Regions from separate parts of the Sus scrofa genome. Here all the other regions are linked to region 3. The links are chromatin contacts, called in public Hi-C and promoter capture Hi-C maps. All regions are on one chromosome and are shown on one strand. Each heading gives the region's core, a stretch centred on a gene start, on an enhancer-like site or on the middle of the called end of the contact. The rest is flanking DNA. Distances are from core to core; before and after follow the strand shown.

Region 1 (3,666 bases), core at 448-2,947, 940 kb before region 3:
TTTTATGAAGAAAAACCTAATCTTCACGGTTAAAAGGACTCAGTGGTTTGGAATCCCACCCATACGGGTATATCTTGTTTCATAATCAAGTACAACAGGAGGTCAAAAGATGCTCTAGCCAGGGCAGATGAGTTGGAGCTCTTCTCAGAACTCACGTTGACTTAACAGTTCCTGCACCCCTCCAAATTTCTTCTTGAAGAGGACAGCTATCCCAGCGCCCATTCGACAATCCTCACTGATGCAGTGCGCTAAAGAGTCTGTCTTGGGGCATGCGAAAAGGTCTCCTTTCACATAAGTAATCTAAAATGTGCAAAGGGAAAGAAAATGTTTTATTAGATACCAAAAAAAAAGACGAAGCTACAGAAAAAGACTAAGCTATTTATTTTCCTTTACTGTGCCCACCACCACTTCTCCCCGCTTCCTCCTTTTGATTTAGTGACAAATCCTCAGAATTGAAAAAATTATCTAAAGCGAATTAAAGCATGTGTAAAACAAAGTGATGAGCGGCCTCTGCCTAGGATTTTATTGGCCTTTCTAAAGGAAATCAACAGAAGAGAGAAAAAAAGACAATTCAATTATTGGTTTAATTAAAAAGTGTTTATGCTTTTGACCTCAATTACTCTGAATTTCAGTTCACCAATAAGTTAATAGTTGTTACGCACTCTGCTTCCTTCTGAATCTTCATTAGGGCTGCCGGCCATGATAGAGTCGCTATTTCCAGAATTTAAGTGTTTCTTCAGCTATAAGAAGGGGAAAGGAAGTGAAAATGCTTAGGCAACCTGAATATATTACATTCAGACTGCCCCGACCACCCACTTACTAACTTTTCTGCCCCCCACCTATCGCTGAATGGGAGTTCGTTCAGCCTTCAAAAAGTAATGCAAAACTCTTCTGGGCAAGAAAGAGAAGCGGACGCCTGGGTTGGGGGGCGGCAGGGCTCCGCTCCCGTTTCGCGCTTTCCAGGAGAGAAAGGCGGCCCGAAGACACGCCTCCTCCTCTCCCCAAGCCAGCGCGGAGCAAGGCGGATTCGCAGTCTCCTTTTCGGTGCACGATCCAAAAGTATTTCCGCATTGGGTGTGGCCCAGAAGCAAAAAGGTGGGCCAAGGCTACGGTCCCGTTAAGCCGCAACAAGGGAGCAAACGGGACGGGGGCGGGGGCGGGCGTGTATACAGCGGGAGCGAGCACGAGAAAACAGAAGGCGGCCTCTCAAGGAAAGCTCCCCCCTATCTTTGGGGGGAAACGGGGGAAGTTTAGAGAAGCCTCCCATTCTCTCTCCTACCCTGGGGCGGATCAGCGAGGCCAAATGGCCTGTCCGGGGTCCCGTGGGAGGGAGCGGGGAGCCTCGTTCAAAGCTCCAACGTACCAGGTACCCTTCACCTGGAAAGGAGTCCGCCGTTAGGAGGTCCCGCCCCGCGGGGAAGGGCTCTGGTAGGTGGGGACCAGCGGACTAGTCCGCTTGTAGAGCCAATCCCACCACAGTCCTTAATTGCACGCACCTAAAATGGCCGCCCACCACCCGGGAGTGGGGCGGAAACGAGCCCTTCTAGCTAGCTAGCCGGACCTGCACTCTTTGGTGCTGGTCGCCGAACTTCCGGCGGTAAACTCCGTAGAGTATCCCGCCGCCGCCCGGGCATGCGTAACGAGATAGCGGCCGCGAGTTGGATAGAGCGGCGCTTGCGCATTAGTCCCAGGGGTGTGTCTCCAGAGGCCGCATAGAAGGGGTGGGCAGTTGGCAAAGGAATTGGTTAGCGCCTGCGTGGTCCTGTGCTCAGGGCGGTGTTTTGAGTTGAAGGGTCCGGCGCGTCAAGAGAGCGCCTGCGTATTCCTTCGGCCGGGGGAGGAATCTAATTAGGGAAGTGGGCGTGGCTTCATCGTACGCCTGCGCAGTGCTCTCTCAACGGGGATGGGGCGAGCCCAGAGCTCGGGTTAGGGGGCGTGGTCTCAGAGGCGCCTGCGCGGAGGCAGTTGGAGGGAGGCCCGATTCCCCTTTGTTCGGCTTCGCCATTTTGCGAGGCAGCGGCAGTGGCGGCGGCAGCGGCGGCTGGAGCCTCTGATTGGGTTTCGGGGTCCGGTACTGGAGCCAATCAGCGCGGGCAGCGAACCGGGGGAGCGAGGCACGGTGAGTGTGAGGAGCCAATATCCAGCGGCCCAGAGCCGGCCCCAGCGCCCCGATTGGCGGGTCTCGCTGACCACTCAGGAGAGGCCCAGGCTCCCGTCGAGCCCGGGGAGTCGAGCTGAGCCTAACCGAGCGGGGCTGCTGGCGGCCTCGGCTTGGAGCCTGCAAGCGCTCCGGGGTACTCCCTGCCGAGGCCTGCAGAGGGCTGCCCCGCGCAGGGATGGCGCTCTCGGGAGCAGGCACCTTGGGGTCCAGCCCTTTGCAGGGTGTCAGGGCCAGTTGGCCATGCGTCCCGGTTGTTTCTACCCTTAGGCCTAGGTTCTCAAGCTCCAGGCCCGGGGGTGGCGGGTTTGACTGCCACGAAGGCCCCCACGCTCAGGTATACACACAGACACACACACGCGCGCCCGGGCCTCGGCGGTTTTCTCCTGGTCGTTCGGCCTCACTCTTTAGCCTGCCCTAGCACTCACCACGCTCTAGCCCTGGAAGGGAAATCACTCCCCGCGGGGCCCGCGCACCCCACTTCTCCGTAAGCGGGTCTGGGTATCTCAGTCCTCTTGAGTCGGGAGGGAGACCCAGGGAGGACGCGCGCCCCGGCCACGGGGCCTTGCGTGCGGCGCGGAGAGGGGGGGGCCGGCCCGCCCCCGCCGTCCCTTTGATCCGTTAGTGCGCCCACTCCCCGGTCTGGCTGCGCCCCTCCTCCCAGCTCGGCCCGGGTCTCCAGCCAGGCGCCGTTACCACCCACTTTAGGCTCGTCATTTCCTCTCCTCCCCGCCCGGATCTCCGGGGCAGAACCGCACACCTCCGTCTTGGAGCCCAACCAAGCAGTCTGCCTTTCTTGCCCGGGCTGTAAGGCCTGTCCATTCGGCGCCTGGAACTTCAGTCTTCGAAGATTGCGAGCCCTGTGCATTCTTTTTCCCGGAAGCTGCACAACTTGTTTTTATATCACTGGCATTTTTTCTTGTTGCTTGGTCTTGTGAACTCTCGCTCCCTTAGGAACGTAGTACAGTCCTTTTTCTTTCACCTCTCTGTGTCGCTTTGAATGTATCAGGCTTCACTCATTAGCTCAGTCCACAACCATCCCTTGGTTTGATTTTTTGCTAGTATGTTGACGTTTTCTCAGTTGGTGTTAATAGAAACTTAATGGTCTTGTGGGATTTTCGTTAGGGTGAGAGAAAATCTCTGTTGACAGCCGAGCATGGAGCAGTTGGTGTGTACCAAGCATCCATGTATGTGCTGAGAGGAGAGTGGGTAAGGAGGTCGATAGGAACCTCCCCAGCCTGGTGGAGATTGACAGGTGACCAAGTAATTAATACTTTACGGTTTTGTGCTGTAACCGGACCAAGTTCAGTTCCGTGGTCAACTGACGTGTTGAGCTACCAACAGCCTCGGAGGGCTCTGCATTGCCACTCTTTGGACTGGCAAGGATGATGGGATTTCTTCGGACGATAAGAAATGGAAGAGCATTGCTCATAAAGAAGCACGTGCCAACGCTCCAAACTTTGCTGTATGTTGGAGGGGGAAGAGTTTATGCTGGAAAGCCCATTTGG
Region 2 (3,227 bases), core at 190-2,689, 690 kb after region 3:
TTAGCCCAGATGCTGAGCCCAGGGCTCCTGCCAAACTAATTTGTGCCTCAATTAATATCTTCTCAGAGTCCTGTTTGTTTATTCTGGAAGCAGGTGTCCCTTACCTTCAGGGCTCCTCCCCAAGTTGCCCCCATTCCCCTAATCCTGGCCTGCCCCAGACTCAGCAGGAATGCCCACTATGGATGGCTTAACATTATTTCCCAGGAGGGTTCCTGGCCAGACTCTGAGCCTTCCTAAGTCTTAGGAAGCCTAGAGAGGATGGAGGACCTCAGGAGGGTGTCCTGATCCTCTGCGTCCTGATCTATTGTGGAATTCTACACATCACAGCTCCTACCTATCCAGAGGGCCTTATCACCCACACAACTGTTTTGAGCAAGAAGCTAAAATCAGGAAACAACAAGTCAATGGGCTGAGTACCAGTCCTTTCAAGTCTTTATAAAATAGCATAAATATCCAACCTCCAGGAAGGAAACTTGAAGTGCTGGGGAACAGGGGCTTATGGACAAAAATGGAATTTGCAGACAACCTGCAAGAGAAGCAGATTTGGGCTGTTATAGAACACTGAGCAGGGGCAGCCAGAAGCAGCCCCAAAGACCCAGAGTCCTGCTCTTGATGGCACAGGAGAAGGGGGTTTCATTGAGCAATTGCGGTACCAGGCGTCCTGGTGCAGGGGAGGTGGAAGGGAAATACAACTGTTCATTAGTCCTTCTGGGAGCTCAGAATCCAAAGAAATAAATAATAGGGCAGAAAATCAGGAGAGGTTATACACTAAAAAGAAAATCAATGCATAAACTTTTTACAATCTGCTCCATAAGCTTTAATTCTATTAACCTGTTCAAGCTTCCCAGAGAACAAAGCTCGAACAGCAGCTAGGAGGATCACTGTGTCATAACACAGACAAAAGCTGAGGCTCTGAGTGACTTGTTCTAGTTCTCCCTGGGACAAATCTAGAGTTACTGGGCACTAAGAAAGCTGCTTGAAGACTGGGGACTGAATCGTCCTGGTCTCATCCACAGCATCTACTAGAGTGACTGGCAATTACCATCACCACTACCACTACCACAGCAAAATTAAAAAGCAGGTGCTCAGTAAGGGCTGGCTGCATTATAACCGTGGTGGGGCGGGGAGTGACGCGCAAGGAGGCGGAGAAGGCAGTGAAGACACCTTCCAGGACCAGAGCCTTCTTCCCTCTCCCGCAGCCCTAGTCCTCCTGTCCCTCCCAGAGCCTCTGTTAAGGGGTGGGAAAAGATGTTGCCATAGGTCACTGAGGACACTATCCGCTATTTCATTGGCGGAGGTCGAAAAAAGATCGTCCTCCCATTCGCTAGAAGACAAACCCCAAAAAGTCCATTGGCTGCGTAGACCGCAGGCCCCGGTCGGCTCTGGGGGCCGGCCGAGACGGCCAGAGGAGGGAGCTGCCTGGGGGGGCGGGGAGGGGGGTGCTCGCCGTTTTCCTGGTTACGCCGAGGCACGTGTGCAGTCCCGGAAGCGGCTCCGGGAAGCTGCCCAGCGCGCGCAGCGGGAGGAGGTGCAGCCCGGTCCGCTCAGGTCGGGTCCGGCTGGGCCATGGAACCATTACCTGAGCCCACGTCCCGGCCTCGGCTCCGGCCTCGGCCCCGCTGTCTTCTGCTTCTTCCCCTGCTACTGTTGCTGCTGCTGCTACTGCCCGCCCCGGAGCTGGGCCCGAGGGAGGCCCGAGCAGAGGAGACAGACTGGGTTCGACTGCCAAGCAAATGCGAAGGTGAGGGGGCGGGGCCCGCGGGGAGTATCCAGCTGGGGGGGCGGGGCTTGCGGAGAAGGTCCTGGGCTCTGGAGCGAGTCTCCAGTGCAAGAACCTGATGTGTGTCTGGCACTGTGCTGAGCTCTGGGGACAGAGAGGCGGGCGAGAGATCAGATCTTGGTGCACCTGGAGCTCAGAAATCGGTGAAAACAAGCAGTTATAATCGGGTTAGTAAATGCCCTGATGGAGGAGGCACAGGACTTTGGCGGCTGGGTGAGGAGCAGCTAATCTAGACTAGAAATGGGGGGAAAGGCTTCGTCAGGAAGCCCCGAATGATTAGGAGTTAGCCGGGTGAGAAGTGAAGAGAGGGTCCCACTCAGGAAACCACAGATGCAGGGTCTTGCAAGCAAAGGACAAGTTTGAGGAACTGAAAAGATCCGTATGACTAGTCTTGGGGAGGAAAGAGCTTGAGACGCCCCCTCTGTGCCCTCATCGCAAGCTTTGTGTCATTGGCCGTCTCCCCGACTTGCTGTCAGCTCCTGCCGGGGCAGGGACCTCTCTCAGATACCTGTTCACACAGTGCCTGGTAGGCATCCAATAAATGTATTTGGAATAAGTATGAATAAACAGGGGTGGGGGTACTGTGGGTGTAGGTGCAGGAAGGAGGAGGGTCTGAAGCCTGGGGGAACTTAGGGAGGAAGATTTTAGGAATATGGAAAAAGTATGACTCCCAAAGACAGAGGGGTGAAGGTGTGGCACTTGAGAGAGACAGCAAAGAGCGTCAGCACACAATCCAGGACTGTGAAGGGTCTACCTTCCCCCCACCCCTCCATTTCTCAGTTTACTCCTCAGACCTTTACAGATACTCCTTCCATCTCCCTCCACCAACTCCAGCCCCCGCACCCCTGAACGTCGGCTGTAAATGTTTTGCATCTTAATTCAAAGCCTGCAGCCAGCCAGATGTTCCCTAAGCACTCGAATGGGGGTGGTTTGAAAGGCATAATGCTTTCATTGGAGAGATGAAAGGTGAGATGCTTCAGAGATGAGCTGAGCTCACTGGTAGTCTTCCCAGTGTGGGTTCTAGCCTGTACTTTCTCCCTCACTCCCTTAAATAGACAGTCAGAGGGTTATGGTGCCTTCCTTTCACTCTTCCTGTAGCTATAACCAGTGTCTTTGGGGATTTCACTTCCCCTTCTTATTTTCTATCTTATACTGATAGCACAGAGCTCTTACTGCTTCTCATTTTCATACATAGCAGAGGAAGCTCACATTTCTTTTCCTTAGGAGACTCATAGAAGCATAGAGTTGGCAAAGATCTTTTTTTTTTTTTTTTTTGTCATTTTTAGGGCTGCACCTGCGGCATATGGAAGTTGCCAGGCTAGGGGTCCAATCAGAGCTGATGCCACCCAACTACGCCACAGCCACAGCAACGCCAGAGCCAAGCCTCATCTGCCACCTATACCACAGCTCATGGCAATGCCAGATCCCTAACCCACTGAGAGGGGCC
Region 3 (3,687 bases), core at 420-2,919:
GAACCTAAGGCATATGGAATTTTCCAGGCTGGGGGTCGAATGGGAGCTGTAACTGCCAGCCTACCTCACAGCCACAGCAACGCCAGATCCGAGCTGTGTCAGGATCTACACCACAGCTCACGGCAACACTGAAGCCTTAACCTACTGTGCAGGGTCAGGGATCAAACCCACGTCCTCATGGATACTAATCGGGTTTGTTACAGCTAAGCCACAACAGGGACTCCCTCCTTTTTTTTTTTTTTTGAAGGCGTAAGCTGTAGTCTGGTAACTGTGTCTTAAAAATAGCTCAAAATTTCAATCTCTAACACCACCTGCCTTTTCTTAAAAACACTGGTTCTTAAATTCTGGTCCGAGGACATTTTCACTGTGGGCTGGAGAGATTAAACTTACTTCCATAATAATAGTAAGACGTTATTTGCAACTTTGCCATTCTGTCACCAGTGTGCAGTGAAGTTTTCCAGACACTGTGGTATAGCAACAGACTGCAGAAGCTGCTGTGAAACCCCAGCTGTCTTCTATTAAGCCAAAATCAGAGATGTGCAAAAACATCTCTTCTCACTAAATTTGTTTCGGAAAATCTAGTTGTACCCCATACAAAGATTAATTACGTTAACATGTAATGAGTTTATTAGTGTTATTTTAATTTTTTACTTTTCTTTTTAGGGCTGCAGGTGCAGCATACGGAAATTCCCAGGCTAGGGATTGAATGGGAGCTGCAGCTGAGGGCCTACACCACAGCCACAGCAAAGCGGGATCCGAGCCCCGTCTGCGACCTACACTGCAGCTCATGGTAACGCTGGATCCTTAACCCACTGAGCGAAGCCAGGAATCCAACCCGCGTCCTCATGGATGCTAGTAGGGTTCCATACTGCTGCGCCACAATGGGAACTCCCAGCGCTATTTTTAAAGGAAAACGCATTTTAAAGATTCTTGGTTGTAATTTCCAGTAAGCTAAACATTCACAGCTAAAACCCACAAAAATAAAAGCTCTCTGGAGTCCTCAACCATTTTTAGAGTGTAAAGGGGTGCTAAGGCTAACTTGAGAACTGATGCTAAAGGTTTTGTTTCTTTCTCCAAAGAACCGAGCAGAGGTTATCCAACCAACTCCTCTGACTTCAGCGACTCTCATCTAAGTCTCAGAAACCCGGCTATCAGCAAGGTATCTCAGTCTGGTTCCGCGGGAAGCGTCAAAGGTCTCATGCCACCTCATTTCAGAGAGATGAAACTTCCTGCCTGTTCTGAGCCTCGGTTTATTTCGCAAATGTGAAAGGCCGGGTCTGGAACTTTCGCTGTCCTATATTCTTTACAGCTTTGACACTCTGATTCTTCCTGTTGCCCTGACTCATTACGTTTTATCCTATGAAAAGAAACTCGACAAAACATCAGCCCTTTTCTCGCTCCTTCCCTGCAAACAACGGGCTGAGATAAGGAATAAATATCGCGGAGGGCTCCAGATTGGCAGAACGACACGCGACGGCCAGACATAGAGGCAACTGTATCCGTAAGTCCGCCTAATACCCTCAGCGCGCCCGGTACCTGCCAGAGACGCCGGGCCAGCGCCCCAAACGCCGTTCGCGCCGCCATCTTGCCGCCCCAGCTTCCCGGGATCGCTTCCGGGGTCACAGAGCCATCCTCTGACCATAGAGTTCCGCAAAAGGAAAGAGTGTATCCCTGTGTTCCGGCTCAGGAACAACCATAGAGACGTGATCCTACGCTCTCTGAGGGTGGGACTGTGAATACAGCCAGCTTCCTTCCGGTCGCAGCCGGGCCGGTAAAGCTTCAGCTGGTACCTGGAGGGATACTGAATTCCGCCAGCGTTTCCCTCTTCAAATTACGGTTCCTGTTTTGTTGGAGGCAAACATAACAAATACATGCTTGGAAAAAAAGTATATATTGATGTCATGTCAGCTGATATATTGACAATGTTATCTCTGAGTTAGTGGATTAATGGTTGATTTATTTTCCCGTTATGACGCAGCGAAGCGCTTGTGTACCCGTGGCCCGCAGAAAGCCAAAGTGACAGCGGGAGTTCGCTCCAAAGTAAGGATTTATTGCAGGGCGCCAAGCAAGGGAGTGGGAGACAAGCCTTAGATGTACTCCAACTTGGTCTTTGAGTTAGGTGGGTTTTGTTTTGTTTTGTTTTAAGAGGAAGAGCAAAACAGCTGGGATTAGTCATTGTCTTGTGACATTTCTGAATTGTAGAGTCAAGAGTCATGATGTCACTGGTTTAACGATTCCCTGGCCAGGTGGTCCAAAGCTCCTGGTCTCTTAGCTCATTTTGCCCTGGAGGAACGACCTGAGGTTGTACTTAAGTGATGATGTCTGTAATAGCCATAGTCTTGGCAGGTTATCCAGGGGCCCTTCCGGAACCGGATTACGTCTTTCAATTGTGACATTCACAATTGGCTGGTCTCTCTTAGCCAGAGGAGTTTTCCCATAGCTCTGCAACTCTATTGCGGCTTCTTCCAGGGCTCTTCAGCCCGTCTCTGCCTTGAGTAGCTTCAGCTGGGTGACAGTTCTGCAGCTGTCAATGATGGTGACATTACAGCTTGAGAACAATCTTACGTGTGTTATCTAATCTGATCCTCACAAGAATACATACATTTTATCCTAATTTAAAAGGTGAAAAAACCGAAGCCCAGAGTGAAATGACTCAAAGTCATTATGATGAGTTAGTTACAGCTGAACCAATGACCATCATCAAAAATCCTAGTTCCGGAGTTACCATTGTGGCTCAGCAGAAACGAATTGAGCATCCATGAAGATGCAGGTTCGATCCCCGGCCTCGCTCAGTGGGTTAAGGATCCAGCGTTGCCATAAGTTGTGGTGTAGGTCGAAGACACAGCTCGGATCCCACGTTGCTGTGGCTGTGGTGCAGGCCAGCAGCTGTAGCTTCGATTAGACCTCTAGCCTGGGAACCTTCATATGCTGAGTTCGGCCCTAAAAAGAAAGAAAAAAATCCTAGTTCAGTGCCCTTTGCACCCCTCCAGCTGACCTCAGTAAGCTCCAGTCTCTTAAGTCTCTTTTGGATGTGAGGACTAGAGATTCCCCACGTCCCCACTTCCTGCAAGAAAAGGAGTTATTTTATTTATTTATTTTTTTTAACATGTATGTGGCCTGAACTGCTCCTGTAACTGGAAAAGTGGGCTCGGAGCAGCTTTAGGGACTGGATGTCCTCTCCATCCCTAAGGCCAAACATGGTCTCTTTATTGATGGGATTTCTCTGTTTACAGTTTCTGCTCCCTCAGAATTCTGCCTTGCCTGTGGTCACTGCTTGCTGCTTTTGGCTCACCAGCTTTTTCCATTCATGCTCTGAAGTGTGGGAATTGGGTATAGTCCCTTCGTTTTCTTTTCTTTTCTTTCTTTCTTTCTTTTTTTTTTTTTTTTGTCTTTTTAGGGCATATGGAGGTTTCCAAGCTAGGGATCTAATCAGAGCTGTAGCTGCTAGCCTCAATGCCAGATCCGAGCTGCATCTGCAACCTACACCACAGCTCACGGCAACACCAGATCCTTAACCCACTGAGTGAGGCCAGGGATTGAAGCCGAAACCTCATGGTTCCTAGTCGGATTCGTTTCCGCTGAACCGTGGCCGGAACTCCCTAGTCCCCTTATTTTTCAGGCCTAAACCATGTCCCGTGTCACCAAACCAACTATGGACCTAATAGCTTGGGGTCCAGTTAGTTGGCA

The links. Promoter capture Hi-C pulls out the DNA fragments that hold promoters and counts their contacts. Hi-C and Micro-C count contacts between places; a contact is called where the count stands out from the background.
Region 1: a contact with region 3 is called in a promoter capture Hi-C map of liver, with 3 times the contacts expected there. The contact joins the promoter of OARD1 here to the promoter of MRPS10 in region 3. A contact is called at or near these places in 1 of 5 promoter capture datasets (liver) and 1 of 2 datasets of contacts at active chromatin or transcription factors (alveolar macrophages).
Region 2: a contact with region 3 is called in a Hi-C map of skeletal muscle, with 5 times the contacts expected there. The contact joins the promoter of CNPY3 here to the promoter of MRPS10 in region 3. A contact is called at or near these places in 2 of 47 Hi-C or Micro-C datasets (liver and skeletal muscle).

Annotation. Positions count from the first base shown.
Region 1 is chr7:36,384,711-36,388,376 of Sscrofa11.1, forward strand. OARD1 (O-acetyl-ADP-ribose deacetylase 1) reads right to left here and starts at 1,698. Exons shown (of 6, transcript XM_005665959.3): 1 at 1,562-1,698; 2 at 663-740; 3 at 156-300. The coding sequence starts at 701. NFYA (nuclear transcription factor Y subunit alpha) reads left to right here and starts at 2,005. Exons shown (of 10, transcript NM_001243295.1): 1 at 2,005-2,119.
Region 2 is chr7:38,013,355-38,016,581 of Sscrofa11.1, forward strand. It overlaps CNPY3 (canopy FGF signaling regulator 3), which reads left to right and starts at 1,440. Exons shown (of 6, transcript NM_001110428.1): 1 at 1,440-1,741. The coding sequence starts at 1,567.
Region 3 is chr7:37,327,577-37,331,263 of Sscrofa11.1, forward strand. MRPS10 (28S ribosomal protein S10, mitochondrial) reads right to left here and starts at 1,670. Exons shown (of 7, transcript XM_005665997.3): 1 at 1,537-1,670. The coding sequence starts at 1,584.